2 separate regions of the Gossypium arboreum genome follow, and region 1 is linked to region 2. Evidence: chromatin contacts called from public Hi-C data. All regions are on one chromosome and are shown on one strand. The core of a region is the stretch at or near the end of the contact, and the rest is flanking DNA. Distances in the headings are between cores, read along the strand shown.

What was found. A called contact is a pair of places that touch in the nucleus more often than the background predicts.
Region 1: a contact with region 2 is called in a Hi-C map of leaf, with 6 times the contacts expected there. The contact joins the promoter of LOC108479481 here to the promoter of LOC108479975 in region 2. A contact is called at or near these places in 2 of 5 Hi-C or Micro-C datasets (both in leaf).

The regions. Positions count from the first base shown.
Region 1 is chr12:49,582,283-49,587,229 of ASM2569848v2, forward strand. It overlaps LOC108479481 (protein REBELOTE), which reads left to right and starts at 2,716. Exons shown (of 14, transcript XM_017782112.2): 1 at 2,716-3,676.
Region 2 is chr12:49,248,139-49,253,036 of ASM2569848v2, forward strand. It overlaps LOC108479975 (peptidyl-prolyl cis-trans isomerase CYP65), which reads right to left and starts at 3,303. Exons shown (of 12, transcript XM_053023383.1): 1 at 2,981-3,303; 2 at 2,827-2,889; 3 at 2,629-2,732; 4 at 1,345-1,436; 5 at 1,160-1,249; 6 at 966-1,041; 7 at 491-864; 8 at 1-132. The coding sequence starts at 3,108.

The sequences.
Region 1 (4,947 bases), core at 1,466-3,965, 330 kb after region 2:
CTTAAGTTGTTAATTGTAACACTCCAAACTCGGCCTAGGCATTATGACCAAATTTGGAAGTGTTGCCTAAGTTCTTTCGGAAATCCAAAAATAGACTTTCAATTATTTAGGAAAACACTACTTTAGTATAAAATCACTAGGTTTTTGTAGATATGTGCTATTAAAATCTTTTAGTTTTGCAGCGAAATTTCTTATATAATTGGAATTTTGTAAAACATGATTTGATTTTGCAGATAAAATTTTTGTAATTTTGAAAACGCTTAAACAATTTAAAACGAAAATAGTATCCAAAAATTAAAACATTCCAAATGTCCCAAAACAATCCAACATAAAAAAACAATCCAAATCAGATTGAAATAACAAAATTAAAAAAAATGTTTAACTAAGATCCGTCACACTGACCCATTTTAAGTCTGGGGGTTACTTGAAAGTAAATAGACAGAGGAGAGATTTCAAGCTCAGTGTGTAACTTATAACAGTAGATACCATAGACACAATTTCAACATGTTTTCAAATATCATTTAGTCATATTTTATAATAAAGCAGAAACAAAACATATCAGATACAGATTCACAATCCTACCCCTATCCATTACACACCATCTCCGACCATCCCTACACACCATATAAGGTATTATATACCCATCCAACCTTACACACCGCTTAGTGACTGTATGTTACTTTTCAGAATATTTGCAATCTAGTTGTCAGATCATTAGGCGATAATTCACTAAAAATAGATATATATGTGTTAAGCCATCAGATACGACAAATAGATTAAACTGCCCACACTTCCTCCATAACCATATTTCCCATCCCAATGCACATGCAAAACTAATAAATATCAGAAATTTATATGACATACATGCTTTTATAACATATTCATATTAGACTTATCATAATACAGCTCATATTTATCATAGCATAGATCATACCTACCATAATACAGATTATACTGAGCATATAACATATTAGTTATGTGTACATAAATCGTATTTAACACAAACAGAACATCAGAAATCATGATTTATAACTTAATTTGTATCATATAGCTCTACGAAAGGCCCATATTTGACTTGTATGACGAATATGGTCCTAGGGAAAAATTTCAAAATTTGGGCTTACACGCTCGTGTGGCCCGCACGGCCCAATTGGCCTAAACTGTGTGGTTCACACAGTTTGTAATATGGCCGTGTGTCACACATGGCTTACCACACAGCCGTGTGACATCGACAGTCCCAAATTTTAGCTTTCGCCATTTGTTGTTTTCTCAGGTTTTCGTTACACACGTGGTTGATTTTTGATGTAGATTGAAGGATGAATACTCTAGTACCTAAAATGACCATTGACATGAATTAATTAACTTAATTTAACAAAACCCAAGTGCTAAATCATAACCCAACAACAACACTTAAACTTCAATACAAAGAATTCGACCTTAAATAATGACGAATACATTCACTTACCCTTAAGAACAACAATTAACTCCCTAGAGGAACACCAAACGTCTCACGATTTTCCCCTAATTGAGCATAAAAATGATTAAACACAATAAAAAACTACTTCCATTACAAGGAATAAAGAAAATCCTAACTTACACATCAACTAACTGAAATAATAACTTCACCCACCCCGAGTACTTACCAAATCAGAACAACAAGAATGGAATTGAAAGCAAGCGGGGTTACGAGCAAAGCCGAATTGACAAATAGAAGAAAGAAGAACCAAAATTGAACTTAAATTTTGTTTGGGAAAGAAAAATAACAAAAAGGGATGAAATGGAAAAAAAAACAACAGAAACAACAAAATTAGGAGAATGAAAAAGGAAAAAACATTATAGAATTTCAATTCGACTCCACTTCTACATGTGAACAACACACAGAGGAAGTAAAAATAAACATACCTACTTGCTCACGCGGGGATTCAAACATAAAACCAAAGGGCAAACTAACACCTTACCACTAAACTAGCAAGCTCATTTTATCATAAATTGATCAAATATAATACTTAAGCCGAATAACAAAGATAGGCCTACGAACAAAAATAACTAAATTTCCCTAAAAGAGAGATTTAAACCCATGACCTCAAACACACATTCAAGGCCCTTAACCATTGAAGCAATTATTTAATTATGACAAAATTTAACAAATCAGAAATTCAAAATTTTTGGGCGTTACATTAATAATTAAAGTTAAATGATGCAATTTGATTAAATAAAAAGTTTGTGGTCTATTTGAAAGTTGAGGTTAAGTTCAATGATTTATAATGTAGATTACATAATATACACGGTACTTATTGTTGCTAAATGAGAATTACAAGTTAAAACCTCTCGTAGTAATAATTAATAGCAAGTTTTGTTTTTTTTTATCTTTAATTTGTTGGAACATACGGGAAAATTTATAAAGTTTTATTTTTCTATTATTTTTAATAACTAAAGCAAAAATAAAAGAATAGGGGTTAAATTGATAAAATTTGTAAAGGTTGAGGAGTTAAATTTGTGATTGTTTCTATTTTTTAATAATGTTAATTGAAAAATTAATGAAATGACTGAAAATTAGCAAATCAAAAAATAGTGGACCAATTTTGAGCAAATAAAAGTAGATAAATTAAATCAGCATAAAGCACAAATTAATAAGTATAGGACTATCCTCAAAATTTAAACTTTTAATGGGTTGCAAAAATGGATTGAAATGTGTAATGCAAAGCCTACCAATTTGAAAAAAAAAAAAGTACTAATTCGAACATTAAATTCAAATTTAGGTGCCAAAAGGTAAATTGAAATAAGTAGGGTTTGAAGGTGTTGACTATTAAACTTAAAGCAGTCAGCCGCCCATCAGAATTCAACTTCTCTTTCCCATCCGTCCTTTAAGCGAAATCCGACGGTTTAAATTCGTTAGGTTTTGCAACAGGAAAGGAAGAATCTAATCCGTCTAAATCCAGCCAGCTGCCCGTCGATAGCCGTCTCTACTCCGGCGGCCACCCCGTCTCCCGGTTCCTCTGTCGCCGGCGCCTATTACCGTTGTGTCGCCCCGTTCGTTCTTCCATCAAGACACTGTCGTCGTTCCGGTGAAGCTGCTGCTTCCTCTGTCGCTGGCGTTCACCACTGCCTTCGCCTCCTCCGCTTCAGCCTTCAGTCGTCGCCGTCCCGCTGTGCCGCCGGTCAATCTCGTCCAATTCCTGGTATCTCCATGACTTCTATGGACAGTTGTTTTTTTTCTATGGACAGCTGCAATTTCTTGATTTTGTTGATGATAAATTAATTTTTGTGTAAGTTGCAATTTTTTAATACATATTACAGTTTTGTCTCCATTCCACTCACTCCACCAATTTCTAAAACCCTAACAGTAAGAAAGAAAATACCACCAATTTCTCCACCCGCCACCGCCATCATCGTTTCATAAGCAGTTAGGCACTCTATTTTTGCAGCTCACCCTTTAATAGAAAAAATAAAAAAGGCCTGTAACCCGGAATACACCGCTCGGACACGGTTCATGAAACAATACAATAGAAACCTAGTCCCTAACAATTCAAGAAAAACTAGGTTTTTTTCAATCTCTTCTATATTCAATCCTACTTTTCCTCGAAGCTGCCAGTAAATCAAATTTTCTTTTTGGGTGTTTGCTTCTTTAATTTCTTGATTAATCGGTGAGCTCTTTTCGTTCTTCAATCATTAATCGGTGAGATCTTTCCGTTCTTCAATCACTTAATGCATCGTTTTGTTTTTTTAGTGTTTAATGTTATATTGAATTCATTGTTAAAGATTATTTCTTTGGTCTATTCTTTGAATGAGAGATACATGGATTTTAAGTTTTGAATTCAGTGTTAAAGTGTCTCAAAAGCTTAAATTCTCAGTTATTTAAAGGTTCTTCAACTTTACTGGAGTTAACTGTTTAGCCCTAGAATAGGAGTACTTCATGGATTAGAATAGGAGTACTTCATGGATTAGAAAGCTATAACTTTTTCTTGCCATTGATGTAGGTGCTGGAGATTCATACTAATTTACATGTGGTTTAAGTTTTAAGAAATGGGTAATTGTTAAGGGTCAAAATGGGATTGATCCTAGTTCTCAATACTCAAGTTTTGTAACTTTAATTTTCAGATTAAATTATTTACCTTTATACCAAACTATGACGCAATGTCGAAGAAAGATAGTTGAGCTATAGGAGAGCATAATAAGCACATGAAAAGTTGTATCGGCAAATCAGAAGTGATAATTGTTTTTTTGATTTTTTATTACATTTGGGTCTATTAAAGTTTTAATTTTTCTTTTCACTTTGAATTTGGGCATTTAAGATTATAAATGTTCGATTTCGTTTCTTTATGTGGAAAATTTTTGAGATTGCTGGTTCCTTCACCTTTTTAGTACCTTCAATTATGACCCACCATCTTTTACATCTTTTGTTTCTATCTTTCCTCTTTATTTTCAAGGTTTTTTGTCTTCTTTTTTTTCAATTATTGCTGGTTACCATCCATTTCCAAATATCAACTAATGTAATTAAGCAACTAAAGCTAAATTTTAAATATGGGCCAGGCTGGGCTCAGGTTTAGAATCTATAATTCGGGCCAGGCTTGAGCAAAATTTTAGGTTCATTTTTTGGGCTGAGCTCGAGCTTAGAAAACGGATCTAAAATTCTGTTGAGGCCCGGCTCAGCCTATGATCAGCTCTAATTCCAATCATGTCTGCTAAAGAAAAAGTCCAGTCGGATCTGTTTGTTGATGAAGAATCAGATTTATTTATTTATTTTCCCTGTTCGCGTTTACTTCTTTTTTTTTGAAAAATTCTCTTTATTTTGACGCTTATTTTACTTCAAGTTGCCGATAATTAACTGTTTATCATTTTATCCGTGAAATAGTACCATAATTTGTGCTTGGTTAAATTACTTCTTTTTGGCTTTTTCAAAAAATTTAACTTATAGGGTTATGTTATAATGATTGTGATTCTGTTTAA
Region 2 (4,898 bases), core at 2,053-4,552:
CAGCTGAACGTAACCTTTCTTTTTAGGATTTTTCTCAACTTTAACATACTCAAATTCATTTTTGGTAACAGGATCATAGGAGGTAGAAGTAAAGGATCGTGAAGCAGCACCAGTTGTAAAACGGCTCTTCACCTGATAAAGAATTTTTGTTAACACTGACCAAGGTTCAAACTGCATAAAGACATCTTGAGGCATTTCGTACAAACTAAAAACCTGTCATGACTAAGAATATCAATGAATGTCTTCCTAAAGGAATTAACCTTTTGCACACTATCAATTGATTCATGATAGAATGACAGTTATTACAAGTCATTATCACCAGAATGACGAATCAACAAATTGACACCAAAAAAGATCTCTAAAAGACTAGTAGTTAACAGGAGATAGAAGCATAGAACAATGATCAACTTTGGTATTAGTTTAGGATGAAATGAAGCTCTATCATAAGGAGTTACGCCCAAAAGATAAGCCAGGAAACTGAGAAATTTACCATCTTAGCATTCACAGGTGCCCTCTCTCCAGCCATGTGCATAGCAATTCGAGCAGCAGTTTTATCACTTGATGCAGCTTTTGCTGCAGCAGCACTTCTTCCATGTACTGAAGCAGATGCAGCATCTACAATACTAAACACAGGTTGACTTTTACTCTCCCCATTTGCATCTGCCTTGGAATCCTCTTTAATGCGAGACCTGGCAGCTAAAATGGCAGTAAGAGCAGCAGCCCTCTCATTTTGAGCCTTGGCCCCACCACCTCCAAGCAGAGCAGCTTGCTTTGCTTTGTCAGTTCCAAGCTCTGCTAGCATCTGCTTGATATCCCCAGCAACATTTATGTTATAAGTTGGATCTGAACTCATTTTCCTTAGTTCTGCAACAAGATTATAGGAAAATCAAGACCATAAATTAGAAGGGGCAAACATAGCTAATCCTACCAGCAAGCACAGCCAAAACAGAAATAAAATACAATACCTTCATCATCAACCTTCAAACTATTTTTTACATGATCAAAATCCCGGGTAACCTTACTGTCAAGTGCATTAGGATTCTGCAAACATGAGCAGAAATACAAGAAGGAACTTATAATCATTATGTGACACTGGCGAAACAAATAATTGCTGTATTAATCAAATAAAAACAGAATATGAATTAAATGCACTGCTTACCTGAATTGTAATTATATCTTCCTTAGTGAAAGGTTCATCTGTAAGAAGCTCTTTCCAATTTTTGGTCTTGATGTTTAATTCTTTAATTGCCTGCAATAGAAACAAAAAGGAAAAACAGTATCATGCTTTAACACATCTATCTGACCTTAAGAGGAAATGTTGACAATATAAGCAATAAACTATACCTCATAACAGAAAACATTTCCTGAAGTCTTCACAGCAACTATGTGTGTGTACTCGGTAAAAACTTTGTTCAGCACAGGACAATGATACTCCCCTGCATTAAGGCACCATTTCAATATCCTTGAGGCATGAAAACTAAACCAAACGTGCAAATACTAAAGACATCTAAAATAAAGTCAATTCTAAAATATATATAACTGAAAAGAATAGCAACCAGCATACCAACATAGTTGCACATAAAACAATAAAGTAGAACAACATTCATGAACAGCCTTCTACCAAATTGCACCAGTATAATCAATATAACAACAGTAATAAGAAGACCATAGCAAGGTTTACATCTATTACCCATGAGAATTAATAGCCTTTATTTCCACCATCACCAAAGAGTATTTCAAGCATTTATTCCATTTCTCATTTAGTTAAAATTGATTCCCCAAAGATATGATTTCAAAGTATAACAAACATAGGATTTATTAGTATGTGCAAGTGCAATTTCCCCTACTACCCTTGTTACCAACTTCACAGTAATTGCAGAAGGTTGTCTTGACAGAACCTACAAATATTAAACTGTGACACTGAAGAAAGAGGCCATAGACAAGCAGACTCTAATTCCAACTTCTTGATTTTTGGCTCAAAATTAAACCAAAGATGAAGTGCACTCTAGTCTGGCAGAACCTTAAGTATTTAAAATAATAAAGAACAGGAAGTAACTACAAAAGCGGGCAGAAATTGCATCCTTCACAAGCTCGTTTATAGAGAAAATGACAATAATAACCTAAATATAACATGCAACAACCGTCCCATGGTTTCATTTTTTCAACCCAAAACAAGGTAACTGTCTAACATCCAAAATTCACATGTCATAGCTAAATGAAGACACACACACACACACTCAAGTTCAACCTTGTTGAAAAAGTTATAAGAAGTCAGGTAAAGAATAGAAGACCAATATTTAGTTTTGCAGGAAATTGCTGTAACTCATGCAAAATATACATCCACCATTTATCTCATGCACCAAATAAAAGAACCTAGAAAGCTATTAATGTAATCTATAATCAAATCGACAATTCACACAAGGAACAGCATCTTAATTAAACTATATTTTTTTTACTATAAGGAACAATATTTCAAACAAGTATCCCCTTTTAACATGAACTTTAGAAAATTTACTTCTAAATCTACAACATACTTTGTTGAAACCTGACAGCAGTATATTATATGGCTTGCTCAATTTCTTTGGTTCATTGAATTAAAACGTGAACTCGAAAATAAATATTTCAAACCTTCAGAGTTCTTGTGGAAAGTAAGATTGATAAGATCCTCCTGCTTCAATGGAGCCCCAGTAACCGGATGCTTCCCATACTTTCTTATATAGGGAACTACATTCCTGCACAAGAAAACAATAAAAAAATAACAAAACCCCCTAAATTACACTATATAAAAGCTTGAAATAAGTAACAACGAAATGAAAAGATACCAACATTAAATCGAAGACGCTGCCATCCTTCGTGCATACAGGCAACTCGAAGGGCGTGAATGTAAGGCTGAATAAGACAACCAGAAAAAAAATGAATATAATAAGATATAAAGCAAAAATGGTATAAAGCAAAAATGGGAATGGAAAGTGAGGCATACGCGCAGCAATAGAAGGGAAGGCGTTTGAAAGGTGTACGATTTTCTTTGGATTTAGCGCCGCCCCACTCGGTAGCCCACTCCGTCTTCGTTATGAACATTCGATCTTTGCTGTGCTGTTTCTTTCCCATCTTGGCGACCTTCTCCGGGACAATTCAATTGCTATGGCTAGGGCTTATGATTTGGGGGACGGGGAATTGGATTTTTTTCTGGTGAGGGATTAGGGATTATGGGGAGAGACTTTGACTTTTGACCGCTTTGAGACCCAGAGTATCAGAGTATCGCTTCCGATAATTACCGACCTTTTGAATCAGCTAAAACGGCCCAATTTAAAGCCCGTTGAAATAATTGGGCTTATTTTCATTTATTCAAAAAAACTTGAAAACTTCCCATTTTCTTTTTCTTTTTATATATTATAAAACAGTTCATATTTTTTCGATAAACTTTCCATATCAGTCCCTATAATGTATCTCATATTGCATTTATCGAATCTATCATGTATTAATTCTCTTTCTCTGAAAATATAGAAAAATGGATATGTGAAAATTTAGTCTGTGTATATTAGATGAATTAGCAAAATAGTCTCTCTATTAAAATTATATCGTTAAATGTTCATTTTGATTATATATATATATGACATAATAATAAATTTAACTCGTGAACTTTACATCTTTATTCAATTTAGCTCTTTTTACCCTTCTTTGTTGATGTGCCATTATTTTATTCAATTTAGCTCTTTTTACCCTTCTTTGTTGATGTGCCATTATTTTATCTTTTAAGCCATAGGTGGCCGAATGTGGCATTAAGTTTTAGAGAGATCAAATTAAAATTTTCAAAATTTTTGATGTTTAATGAGATTTTTCAAAAAAAAAATAAGGCTCTAATTTTTTTTAGAAAATTAATGAGTAATTAAATTTTTTAAAAGGGTTTAATTAAAATTTTCAAAACTTTTAAAGAGCTTAATTAAATTTTTCAACAAATTTGGGGGCCTAAGTAAATTATGAATAATTTTGAAGGGTTTATTAATCATTTTCAAATTTTGAGAGGATCAAGCCCTTTGACTCTTTTTATATTCCGTCTTTGTATGTCATGTCAACAAATATTAAAAATATTTGAAAATTTAAAAATATAATAAATTTTAATAAATTCTAAAAATTTTATAAATTTCTAAAAGTAAAGGGATGGAAATGTAATTAAACCTCTCCATTTTAGTTTTCAATTAAATTTTTTATTCAATCAATTCTAACTATGGTTGTTTGAATTGGATTAAATTAATTAAATTAAAAATTGATAGAAATATTAATCTAGATAGAACATCAGAGCAATTGACTTAAAAATCAATACAAAGCAATTGAGCTCAATAATTAAACTGAATTAAATTACTTTTATATATTTTTAATAATAAAACCATCAATCCAATTCCTTTACTCTAAAGTCCAAACAATGAATTGCCTTCACACGTTTCTCCACTAGTCAACTCGACAAATGGGTTAACACCCAGTCCCAATAATAACCGGAATTTCTTCCGAAAGAAAGGTGTGATATTTGTATTGGTTTTAGTAAAATTATCGTTATTGATTAAAAAAAATGGAGGCTTTTTCAAAGTTTCTTTACTTTTCAAGTATTTTAATTGTTTCATAATTTGGATGAAAACTAGAAAAGCATCATTTGTCAAATTGGGCTTTAGTAATTGCATAATTTTATCGGTGTTCAACTACATTTTTTTAAAGCTTGTTAGGTTAGAATTTGTGCTCTAAGTTGAATGATTTCATCATAGTTTTAATTTTTAATTGATTTAATAAATAAAATTACAATGTGTTCACTTAATATACTTTATATGAGTGTTTTCAAATGTGAAAACTAAATGAATAAATGAATATTGACTCACTAATTATTCAAGGTTTAATTAATAATATGTTAC